Linked DNA regions of Sus scrofa: region 1 is linked to region 2. The links are chromatin contacts, called in public HiChIP or PLAC-seq maps. All regions are on one chromosome and are shown on one strand. The core of a region is the stretch at or near the end of the contact, and the rest is flanking DNA. Distances in the headings are between cores, read along the strand shown. Region 1 holds the start of BMP2K (BMP-2-inducible protein kinase). Region 2 overlaps BMP2K (BMP-2-inducible protein kinase).

Region 1 (6,357 bases), core at 3,191-5,690, 79 kb before region 2:
GAGGCCATAGGAGGTATTTTACCACCTCGGACAGTAGCCCTCCTACTGTTTATTGTGAGTTTTCAAGGAGTCTGCCTGGTGCAGTGGTGAAGAGCATGAGCCATAAAGCCATAAAATCTGGTTTTGTTTGTTTTGTTTTTTTGGGGTTTTGTTTGTTTGTGTTTTAGGGCCGCACTGGCAGCATACGGAATTTCCCAGGCTAGGGGTCCAATCGGAGCTTTAGCTGCCGGCCTGTGCCACAGCCAGAGCACCTTGGGACCCGAGCCAGGTCTGCCAACCTACACCACAGTTCATGGCAACGCCAGATCCTTAACCCACTGAGCGAGGCCAGGGATTGAACCTGCATCCTCATAGATCCCAGCTGGGTTTGTTAATCACTGAACTTCGAAGGGAACTTCCATATACTATCTGCTTTTGAAACCTGTTACAAGTCACAGGACAGACCTTGCCTGTGTAAACTAATCTCTCTGTGAATGAGTAGTCTCATCTGCAGTGCAGGAATAATAGTCTGAAATGCTATTTCCCAGTTTTGTCATGAAGATTTACTGAGTTATTACCCATAATGCCCTTTTGAATAGCAATGGTACCTCGCAAGTGCCCCATTAGAATTAATTATTTTACGCTCTGCTAAGTTTTGTATAAATGTATCTGGGCACAGAGGAACAGTGGGGCCACAGGAGGGAAACGCAAAGGCTGACAAGAAGGGACATTTTCAGGGGTGTGACGGCAATCACTTTCTAGGACAAATGGGTGGAAGATATTCCAGTCCTGAAATGTGAGGCTGAGGTGCTGTATGCCTGGTGGACCCCACCTCCAATTCAGGGAGGTGGGAGATCAAGGTATTTCTCTTGGTGGTGAAGTTGCCTACCTCTTGCAGTCTTTTTTTTAAAAGCATGGTCAAGTTGCAGGAAAAATTCTATTCTACTTTAACAGAGAAGTCTTCCATTCCAAATGTGTCATTTTTCCTATTAAGAGTATTTGTGAGCATCTTTGTAAACTACTATTTTCAGATTTCTTATTTTCCCTAGACATAAATATACATTTTTTTTACAGGTGCAGCGATGATGTTTTAACATGATTTAAGTGTCAGCGATGTTAAAAAAAAAAAAAACCACTTGTTTTAATAATGGAGATATATATATATTTTTCTTTTAATGAACTTCAGGGCTTTTACTTGTTTGGAAAGCATAGAAAGAGGGCATTTGAATAGGTATAAAGTAATACTGTTACATGGGGAGGACAATTTTTCCTAATAGTAAAACATAGTGAGACCAATAATGACTGAAGATGTGTCATAAAAGGAAAACAGTGACTTGTGAGGAAAAATCACTCATTGGGCATTGGAAGAGATGACTTACACAGGCAATGACAGCACTGGAACGAGCCTTTGGGGACAGGCATATTTCATTTCACCTGCGTCAGTCTTTACTTCACATATGTCTTTGAGAGCCATCTTAGTGCAAAAGAGATGAGGTCAAAGTAAAAAGAAGGATTAGAGCTTTTTGCAGTCGAAGACAAAAATGTCCCTTCCCTGTCAAATTCCTTTCTGTTCAAGGATCTCAGATGTTGGCTGCAATGATCTATGACTTTATTAGTACATTGTAACATGAAACTTTGCAGACTGAAGCAGTATGCTTTTTTTTAAAAGTCTTTATCTTGTGGCTAGTTCCCAACTATTCTTACAGCACTAGAGCTGTCAACATTTGAAAGATCAAAAATATGTGTTTTCTTACTGTAAGTCTCCTAATGACAGTGTTTAAGATGGTCAAAATATCCCTATTTTTCTAGAGGTGTTATTTTTCCAATAGGAAACCCACATGAATGTTCTTGCACAGCCATGGCCTAATAGTGAGTACAGAACTAAAAGACTGGACTTCTCAGTACAGTTTTGCACTGATCAGTATCTCGTTTTCTCCCTACACATTGGTTGAAGGGCACCCGTTTTAACTCACAAAGTTGAATCTGACAGTTAATGTCAGCATCTTTTGGTGCTGTGAGTAAATTCGTGGCCCTGTTGTTATCAGCAATACAATGTTTTTGCTTCCTTATCAGCAATAGGTTTGTGGTAGAACATTGTGGAGTTAACATTCTGAGATCAGATGATATTCACATTTTTACTGTGTGCTTCGTGAAAAATTAAAGAACGAATTGCTCAGTATTAGCCATAATTTTTGAAAGGGGGCCTACGCCTTAAACTAATGATCAACTTCCATATCCAAAGTCAGCTATATATATGGCTACAGAGAAGGAATTTTTTTTTTTTTTTTTTTTTTTTTTTTAAACCACAGCTGTTGTGGTAAATTGGCTCCCAAACTGATCACAGGAGACTTTACTTACTCTTGTGTTGTCATCAGGTGAAATCATGTTAGGCTCCCACTGTGCCTGTTAGGTTGTTTGCACTTCTGAACTGTACGAAATGACTAAATTTCTTAGTTATCCTGCTTGAAAAATATAATTCAAATGTTGTAGGAATGCAAATCCACAGTGAATCCCCACAGTAAGAATGGTCAGCTTATTTCTAAATGGAAATCCCCAATTGTCACACCGTATCAATTATCTGACATAAAATCTAACTTCCATTGAGCAGGAATGTGTTTTAAAGATCAGGTCTCTGGATGAAGAATTTTAGCTTTAGTGGGTTATGCAGCAAAAATGCCTAAATGCAGAGCACTGTTTTAATGTTGGCAGAAATAGCTTCTCTTGAAATAGCAGACAAGAAGGAAAAATGGAAGATTTGAAGCTGAGTCTTTTGCCTAAGCACATTTTCTAACGTTTCTGCCTGTATCTCATTTAAAATTGGATAAAGAAATAGGAGTGGGGACAGAACGACATTCATCTGCTTTCACAGAAGGCACGCACTGGCGTCCTGCACGTACAGTTTATTTGACCTACATTTAAAAAATTTGGGAAATGCCGTATTACAAAAACATCCAGAAGATTCCTGGCTTTTCTTAAGAAATGGAACCTTTGGCCACAGCGGGCCTCTATTCATACCGGGCGGGGGCGGGGGCAGGCTGGATTTGGGACTGGGGCGCTCTAGTTACACAGGCTCTGTGATTTCACACTCCTTACCATCCTAAACGTCTTAACACCATACTCATTTTTGCAGGCCTCACCCCGCAGGCATGGAGACTACTGCAGTTTCCGAAATGGATGCAACGGGGCTTTTTTTTTTTCTTTCTTTTTTTAATGTGCAAATCTCTTTGTTAACGGGCGGGGGACGGGACCGGGTAGCTGGTTTTGCTTCCCAACAGTCCTAAATTTGCCGTTTTCCAACGCTCTGACCCTAACCTCCTTTTTCCAAACGGCCCAACGAATGAAACGAAGTATCAAAGGCGGGCCCTTGAAGTTGCAGCTCCATCAAAAGCCAGCCATGTGACCTTCCCCGAGTCCGTTAAGCTCTCCGGGCCAGAAGTGATGAAAGGTCTCTAAACGGACTTAACAATTGTTCCGAATACTTCACAGGGCTGTTGCACAGCGCACATGAGATTTTGAAAGTACCCTATAGACCGCAAAACGCTCCCGAGCACAAGCGTCTGCTACAGAGGGCGGCAGCACGGCTTCCGAAGTCGGGTTACTGGAATCCGCTCTCGCTCCGCGCTGCTCCCACCTCCCACGCTCCGGGGTGGGCGAGCGGAAGAAGATTCTCAGGGGAGCCGGTCTGGAAAAGCGGCTCGGCACTGCAGCGAGAAGTTCCTTCGCGGGGGTAAAGTTGGTGGCGGCACTTTCAAGCCCCCAGAGCAACATACCAACTCCTAGGCGAGAAGAGACATCCCGCCCCGGCCGCACAGGCGGCGAGAAGACCGGTCACCGGGTCACCTCCCTGCTCGAAGCCGGGACCCCACAGGTCCGGCCGAACCCTCCCGGCCGGGACCCCAGACATCGCCCGCACCCCAACCCCCACCGTCCTCCTTCCCGTCCCCCTCCACGTGACAAGAGCCGGAACCGTCACTTCCGGCGGCGCAGACAGCGCGCCTGCGCGGGGTGCCCGGCCTCAGAGAGCGGCTGGCAGGGGCGCCGCGCCGCCAACGGCTGGGAGTGGCGGGCGGCTCCGGTTCCGCCGGGGCGGCGGCGGCGGCGCGGACTGCGCTCCAGAGGCCGTGCGGCGCGAGGAGTCCCGCCCGCTCCCCGGAGGCCCGGCCGCCCCGCCCCTTCCCCAGCTCCCTCCCTCGCGCCCTCCCGCGGGGCTCGCGCTGCGGGCGCCCAGCTCGGCGGCGAGGGCGCCGGGGGCACTGGCGGCGGCGCCCCCGCGCTCGGGCCCGCCCCCTCGCGCCCCGCCCCGTCCCCGCCCTCCTCGCCGCCCTCTGCGGGAGCCCGGCAGCTGCAGCGGAGCCGCGGAGCGGGCGCAGGGGCCGGGGCGCTGCGCTCGGGGCGCGCGGAATGTGAGGCTCGGCGGGCCGCAGCGCGCACGGACGCTCGGACGGACGAGGGCCGGCGGCCCCGCGCGGACGCCGGGCCGGGCGCTCGCCCTCTCGCTCGCCCTTGCGCGCGCCCCGCGCCCTCCGGCGCGCCGGCGGGACCATGAAGAAGTTCTCTCGAATGCCCAAGTCGGAGGGCGGCGGCGGCGGCGGCGGAGCGGCGGGTGGCGGGGCCGGCGGGGCCGGGGCCGCCTTCGGCTCCGGCTCCGGGAGCTCGTCCGTGGGGGTCCGCGTGTTCGCGGTCGGCCGCTACCAGGTCACCCTGGAGGAGTCGCTGGCCGAAGGTATGGGCGCCCGGGGAGGCGCGGGCCGGCAGGTGAGGGAGGGCTGGGGTGTGGCGGTAGCTTCTCCCGGTCGCCGCCCGCTTCTCTGCTCGCTCCCTCGGCTCCCCCTTCTGCCTCCTGCCCGGCCAGCGAGGCTCTTAGAGTAGCTCGAGGTCTCGCTCTTAAGCCGGCTTTTCTCGCCGCCGGCCGCGCTGGCCGGTGCACGGTTCTTTGATTACGAGTTTAAGTCATTTTCAGTCCTTCTCCACGCAGGGAAATACATAGGAAACGTCTTAGCGCGAGGGCTGTGGTGTCGTGATTGGACCAGTGACTCATTTGAGGGTCAGACCGAGCAAGATTGGGGCTCTTCTCCCCCAGCTGTGGCTCAGGCGGGTGTCATGCGCTGGCCTCTCCACCCGCGCCGCCGGGCGCAGGACCCTGCAGCCCGCGCGTTAAGCCTGTTTGCTGCTGCTCAGTCATCAGGTGAAAAACGATTTATTCCTGTGTGTTCGCGGGATGGAGGTGATACTTTGCCCCAGCTTCAGTTAGCAGGTTGCTTTGGGGAAGCAGGTAAACTTGGAGTCCACTTATCTTTGTTATTTAGAAGCTTCTCTGAGACAAGGTGCTAGTCCTACCATTTCAGTAAGTCTCTGGCGGTAGTTGAAAAGGCGATATGAAAGCAGGTTAACTTTCACTGGAGAAGTTTTGTGTTCGATCCCACCTTATCTTTTACTAGGCTCTGTCAACAGCTGCAAGTCGGCTTACAGAAAAAGTTATTTAACTCCATTAAAAAAAATCCTGTAGTTTTTTTATTTCTTGTATAAATTGGCTTGTAGGAAATACTGCCTTGTTGCATGCTTCATTGACTTTTGAGTTTTAATCGCAGACCGATATTACAAAATACGTACTTTTAAAACTTCACGAGAAATAATTTGTTGATAAGTGGCCCTTGTTAATTTCGGAGATTGAGAGAAGAAATCGAGGACAGTAGCTTTGGTTCTCTGAGAGGTGTTGATGTGGTTTGAAGACAGTAGACTGAGATTCCACTTGTGTTTTTTGAAATGCTGTAAACAGTAGCGAATTAGTGCGAGAGAAAACCCTGAATGTTTTTGTCTACGAACTGTTCTGAAGAGAAATCTTGATTATTCAGGGATGAACATCATTGTTTTGCAAGCTCTGGCCCCTCATTAGGAGCCTAGCTGAGCCTTAGAGCGGTGGAAGGAGGATCCTTAGCTTCTCCAGTGATGAATGTATGGTAATTGGCATTGATGGACAGATTTACTATGCTGTAAAATTTCCTAGCTCTTTATTATACGTGACTTTCAAGTGTTGATTTAGATTGAATTGTAGGTTTTTAGAAGACATGGCTATTAGCTCACATGCTGTACTTCTGTCTTTGAGTTGTAACTGATTCAAGTGTGGCTTGAGTAATACTACACTCACTTCACTTCAGTAAATCCCAGATGGGTCTTTTATTTAATAGAATGAAATCATTGACATTTCATCAAACTAGAGTTTGGATTTGTAGCTTCTGCCCCTGCTCCAAGCATGTCCTATCACTACCCTAAGCACACTGTTTTCCATAGAAATAAATAATTTTGGAAAATGAGAATAAAAATGAATTTCAAAAAGGGAGTACTCACTCAACCACAAAAAATGCTTTCAGTAACTAATAT
Region 2 (5,947 bases), core at 98-2,597:
TACCCACCTAATAAAGAATGAATAGGCAAATAAAAAGATTATACACAATATCTCCCCTAATCACTTGCATTTAGGGAGTATGGCATTGGTTTCAATGCCACATCCATAATTTGAACGCGATAAATGCTCAATTAGATTAAATGAGATCTAATTGGTTACACGTATACATGATCTTTAGATTCACTTTTCACGTGACTTGTACCGTCCCTGTCTCATCTAAAACATGGATGGTATTTTTAGAAATTAGTACATGTGCAGTGTATTTCTATGATTTTCCAAAACCTTTCCATCAGTGTTACTGTGATACTCCCTTGGAAAGATAGTTGTTGCCAGGGCTCCCTCTTGTGGTACCTGCAGAAGGAGGCGAGGGCTGTGGATCTCAGCAGTGCAGACCTGTACTTGAAAAGTCATGTGTATGCAAAATTTTTAAGTGTCAGGGCATTTGAAATGTGCTGTAGGAGCTTGGTCTCTTGCAGTCTTTTAGAAAAGTGAACATAGACCCTATTAAAGTTTTTTGAGTTTTTATACTGAATTTATAGAAAGCAGAGTTGATAAACTGTAAGGTAAAGATTTTCCCTGGGTTTTTTTTTTTTGAAAGAGAAGGGCAGATGTCTGTGTCTTCTCCAATTATATTTAGTGTCTCTTGCTTTCAAAACGATTCTTACTGCTTGACCACTCATATCTGTGGCCTAAACTAAGTCCTAGTGTGAAAACATATAATTTCCATTCATTGTTTTCAGTGAAGCAAAATTAAAGCTTCCAGAAGTTAAATGTGAGCTGGTAGCTCCACCTGTTAAGAGTCTTGGCTTCTTTTGTTTTACATGCCCTGGGGTGTAATGGTTTCTTTCTTAGGCCAAGGGTCTAAGCTATGGGAGACTGTTATTTCTTCTTTCTTATTTTTAGTTCTCTGACTGGTTTAGAGAGTTGTTGGCTCTCCATTTTGTCCAAAACCTTCCTGAGAAGGCTTCTCTTTGTTTTATTTTATCTCCTTAAGAGCACTTCTATATTCTTTTTTCTGCCAGCGTCAGTGGCAGACTATGAATGGTAGCAATCTGGCTTGAGGAAATTGATTATGAGGTTTATTTTATTTACTTTCCTATTTTCATTAAACATTTACTACTTGAAAATGAGACTTAGGAAGAAGCCAAGAGGACTAATACAATCACCAGTAATAGTAATAAATATGCATTTGTTGAAATAGATGATTTATAGAACAAATAGTAAATTAGGAAAAACCCCAATATTTGGAGTGAAATGTATTCTTCTGTTGTAGAATAACAGATACCATTGGACCAACAGAAACCTCAATTGCACCAAGACAAAGACCAAAGGCCAATTCTACTACTGCCACTCCCAGTGTGCTGACCATTCAAAGTTCAGCAACACCTGTTAAAGTCCCCGCTCCTGGTGAATTTGGTAACCACAGACCGAAAGGTAAAACAGCCCTGCCAACCTTATCCCCTTGTAGTTAACTTAAACACACCTTTTATGGCTTGATTTCCTAGCAGCGTGAATTATTGGCAGACTGACTGTTGTGAAGCAGATATATCACACAATGCTTTAAGAATCACAAAGCTACTGATGCCTGGTATACTTAACTAGTTGTTTTCCTAAAGTTGTCGGAAAGGTAAGTTATTGGTAATACAAAACTGTGGTACGAAAAGCTCACGATTTGCTCATCCCTGGAGTCATCAGCTGGGGAGGGTTTGAGGTTGATACTAAAGTACAGAAGAGTATAGAAGAAAATTCTGTATTGTATTGAAAAGGAGGGATTTGAAACTCTAGCCTTACAAAGGTTTAATGTTAAAATGTTTTTAATTAGAATATTCTGATGGAAAAAGCCCACCCTTTGATTCTCAAACTGGGTTTGAGTCCTGTTTCTCCATTGCTCAGTGACATGTTAGGAAAATACTAGTACCTGTCTGTAGGATTGTTGTGGGGATTAAGTGACTGCTTACTGTAATGCCTGCCGTGTGATACTCTCTTAAGAAATGTTCCTGTTACCTACTGTTATCACTACAAAGTAAAATATATGCCCAAGGAAGACAGAGTTCACATTTCCAGATGTATTGCTGGATGCTTGTGGTGACCAGGTATACCCCAGGGAGGAATATTCTGTGGAAAAGAGAAAATAGGGGAATTTGACGTTTTTGTACCCATTTCCCCTTCTCCCATTTCCCAGCTTCACTGTTCTCTTCTGGGAAAACAATCTCTCACTCTTTCTCTTTCGAAGAGTAAATACCAAGGTATAGGGTATCTAGGAAAATTTTGTTTTGTTGTAAAGCATTCAGTGTCGGCTTCCCTTTTCTACCTTTGGGTTGGAGATCTAACATGCTTACGTTTGAATAAATCTGATTTATCACTCGGATACCCTGGAAATCTGCGGGAACAGCTTAGTAAGATGGTGTCTGAAAGGACTTACTAAAGGATTTGGGCTTGTTTTAGGTAATTTTGGGGAAGTGGGGGTATAATAGCGTAACTTTTACCTGGAGGTAGTTGAGCAAAAGCCTCCTTGGAAATGAAGCAGTGCTTAGTTGTGTCAGCCGGGACAGAGAGGTTTGGTCATCTTTGTGGTTGGGACAGTGTTCCTGATTTTGTCAGTGTTGAGACACGATTATGGAGTGGCCTTGTTGTGCTGATCCATCACGGTCCCAGAATGGCCTTGTCTGATGCTGGTGTTTTGTAAAATTGTTTACGTTTCTAAGGCGAATGCCAAGACCCAGGTGTGTCAGGCCTGTCCCCCAGGTCAGGGCAGCGTTTCTGTTTTGTACATGCTTCCAGCTTTGGTTGGGAAAAAAAAAATACTCTTTGTTTTCCCCGTAAGATCACGTGGTGCATCCCTTAACATCTCTTTGCCTGTTGAGTTTTACAGAAGCAGCAGAGACACAAAGCCATCTTTTTAAAAAGGTGGTCATGCAGTGCAGTCGCACTCAGAACAATGTGGAAGTGTCCATCCTTCTGCTTCCCAGAGGAAGCTAGTAGCAGTTTGGTGCACATCCTCCCAGTCCTTTTTCATGTTCGTGGGTGTATGTAAACGGATGTAAATAACTCACGTTGGGTTAAACACGAAGGGGTTTGTCCTAGAGATAGTTTTCTGCAACTTGGTTTTGTTACAACTTAATGTGCTTTGTTATGCGAATATACTTAGTACTGAATACACTTTGGAGTGTTTTTGGCGTCAGCGCATATGGCTCTACCATGCAGTTTTTAAGAGGCATGTGATGCTCCACAGTGTGCAGGTACCATAGTTGACACAACCATTTAGGTTATTTCCAGTGTTTGCTAGTACTAATAGCATCGTGGTAAACATCCTTAAAATGGACTCTTGATTTCCATGTCTGAGCCTTTGAGGAAAATATTAAAAAGTATACTCATTTAAAGTTTATTACATACTTGCCAAATTGCCATCTAAAGAGGACTTCCAAAGTCTATCCTCTGCTGCCAACAACAGCGTGAGTCTTTTCATTCCTGTTCTTGTCAACAGTTGATAATACTGATTTTTAAAAGTGTTTCCCTACTGAAAGGTGAAACGTTTTTGGTTTTATTTTAATATTCCTTTTGCAGTTTTCTGTGAATTTGTCTCTATTTTTTATCGCTCTGAAGATTTTACTTTTATGTATTCTGAATCTTATTTCTTTGCCAAATACATTGTAAGTGCGTTCTTTCAGTTTATCATTTGCCTTTAGCTTTACTTGTGAATTCACTTAACTTCTCTGGGCCTTAGTTTCATTGTTAGCAAGATGGGGACCAGTAGTGGTGTGAGGATGCAGTGCTGTGCTCGAAGGCGTTGTGTTCATGCAGGGCAGCTTTGATGCTGTCTGGGGCTCTCTGGCATATTCTGTGGAGAACCAGGGAGCACTGCTCACCTTGATAACACTAGCGAGAAGCCGCAGTTCGTGAGGGTAGAGGTGAGCTCCTGGAGTTAGTGCATCATCCGTGTGTGTTTGGGCGTCACCTGCCGCCACAGTGTTCTCCAGCTGGGCATCAGGGCCTTACAGGATGCATGTATAGCTGAGGACCTGAGCTTTTTAACTCCTTCCACCTGCAAAGAAAGATACCCAAAGGCAAATGGTGGCTATGCTGTGTGGAGGAATTAGGGTTTTCATTTTCTTCCTTATATTTTAGTAAATATTGTCAAGAATAATTAAAATGAACATGGGTTTTCTTATAATTGGAAGAATTAGAAAAAGTTATAAAAAGATTTTCACAAAGGTGTGTATTCAAGGCCTGTGGAGGGATGAAGACATGAAATTGATGAAAAAGAGTCCTGCTCGCCCTCCTTGTTCTCTCCCTCCTTTTCTCCCCTTCAGGTTAAATAGTCATATTTGAATTACAGTAGCTGGTTCAAAGAGAATATAGAAATTACAGTGTATTTCTTCTTTTTGGTGTTGTGTGTCTCATCCGTTCTCATGTATTTCAAAAGTTTATTCATAGGATTTTCCTGTGGTCAAATTAATTTTTTTTTTTTTTTTTTGGTCTTTTTGCCATTTCTTGGGCCGCTCCTGCGGCATATGGAGGTTCTCAGGCTGGGGGTCGAATCGGAGCTGTAGCCACCGGCCTACGGCAGAGCCACAGCAACGCGGGATCCGAGCCGCATCTGCAACCTACACCACAGCTCAGGGCAACGCCGGATCCTTAACCCACTGAGCAAGGCCAGGGATCGAACCCGCAACCTCATGGTTCCTAGTCGGATTTGTTAACCACTGAGCCACGACGGGAACTCCTGTGGTCAAATTTATAAAGCTTATAAATAAATACCCATTTAGGACAAAGTGTTAATGGATTCGCTATAGTAACATTTCTTGAACATCTGTTATAAAACGTTCTTTGGAGCCCTAACAAATAAATAAGTCTTTACCCCATCCCTTAGGGGCTGTTGTTCCGAAGAAGCCATGTAAACAATTAACATGTGCAAGGCGGAGTAAGATGTTACAAGCTGAGTGGAAGTGTTAGGTGAAGGAAAAAGAGATTTGAGCTGAACTTGAAAGGACAAGAAGATTGGCGATGGGTAGAAAGTGGCATTCCAGACAGAGAATCATGTCATCAAAGACACAGACCCATGCTGGTGTATCATGGGTCGAGAAATGAAGCATGAAAGATGAAATGACTTGTTCGTGAGTTGTAGTTGACAAAATCAACTTTCACGGGTACTTATAACTATAGTAAATAATCCCTTTAGACTATATGTACATGAAAGTTTCTATACCATAAGGATATGAGTGCCTTGGTTAGTGATTATTGAAATGATGTTTTGAAATCCAGCCATTTTATTGAAATCATCAGTGTGTGAATACAAGTTTTTGGAACCTTTTTTCAGGAGCCCTGAGACCTGGAAACAGCCCTGAGAGCTTATTGGGTCAGGGGCCCACTCAGCAGCCTCCGCAGCAGCATAGGGTACTTCAGCAACTACAGCAGGGAGATTGGAGATTGCAGCAACTTCATTTGCAGCATCGTCATCCTCACCAGCAGCAGCAGCAGCAGCAGCAGCTACTTCAGGATGCTTATATGCAGCAGGTAACTCTTTGGTTACTAAGATACATGGATTGTGAGATCTAGGCAGCTCTTGAATATTAGTGAATTCCTTTTTGTATCATAAATTCTACCTTGAACTCCAGACTGAAATAAACATTTTGCTCAGTTTCCTGATTATGAAAGAATATGCATTTTATTTGCATTCTGTGAGATACCCTATTGAAACAGGTTGCCTCACAGCTTCGTGAAGCAAAGAATGTTCATCCTGTCACCTGGCCTCACAGGTGTCCTGCAGCTTATGAGGAATATTACCTTTTTCAGGTTATGCTTTGAGTTCAGATATATAGACCAATAATGTTATTGTTGGAAAGGTGATATTAGACCTTCAGAAGTAATACTGTCGTAGGTTTTTGTTCTTTTTTAAAAATTTCTCTTTTTTAGCCTGTGTTGAGTGTGTGTGTGTGTGTGTGTGTGT

What was found. HiChIP or PLAC-seq counts read pairs in DNA pulled down with a chosen protein or histone mark.
Region 1: an H3K27ac HiChIP or PLAC-seq map of alveolar macrophages shows a contact between it and region 2, with 4 times the contacts expected there. The contact joins the promoter of BMP2K here to the enhancer-like site in region 2. A contact is called at or near these places in 9 of 47 Hi-C or Micro-C datasets (brain, embryonic fibroblasts, fetal liver and 3 more) and 2 of 2 datasets of contacts at active chromatin or transcription factors (alveolar macrophages and skeletal muscle).

The regions. Positions count from the first base shown.
Region 1 is chr8:138,788,049-138,794,405 of Sscrofa11.1, reverse strand. It overlaps BMP2K (BMP-2-inducible protein kinase), which reads left to right and starts at 4,440. Exons shown (of 16, transcript XM_021101897.1): 1 at 4,440-4,702. The coding sequence starts at 4,522.
Region 2 is chr8:138,706,456-138,712,402 of Sscrofa11.1, reverse strand. BMP2K (BMP-2-inducible protein kinase) reads left to right here. Exons shown (of 16, transcript XM_021101897.1): 10 at 1,274-1,434; 11 at 5,318-5,514. Among named protein-coding and RNA genes, the nearest start is that of PAQR3, 63 kb to the right of the region's middle. Within about 2 kb of position 1,347, at least 10 of the 83 cell types and tissues checked have an H3K27ac peak or open chromatin away from gene starts, as enhancers often do. A contact at or near this core is called in alveolar macrophages and liver, where this site is marked.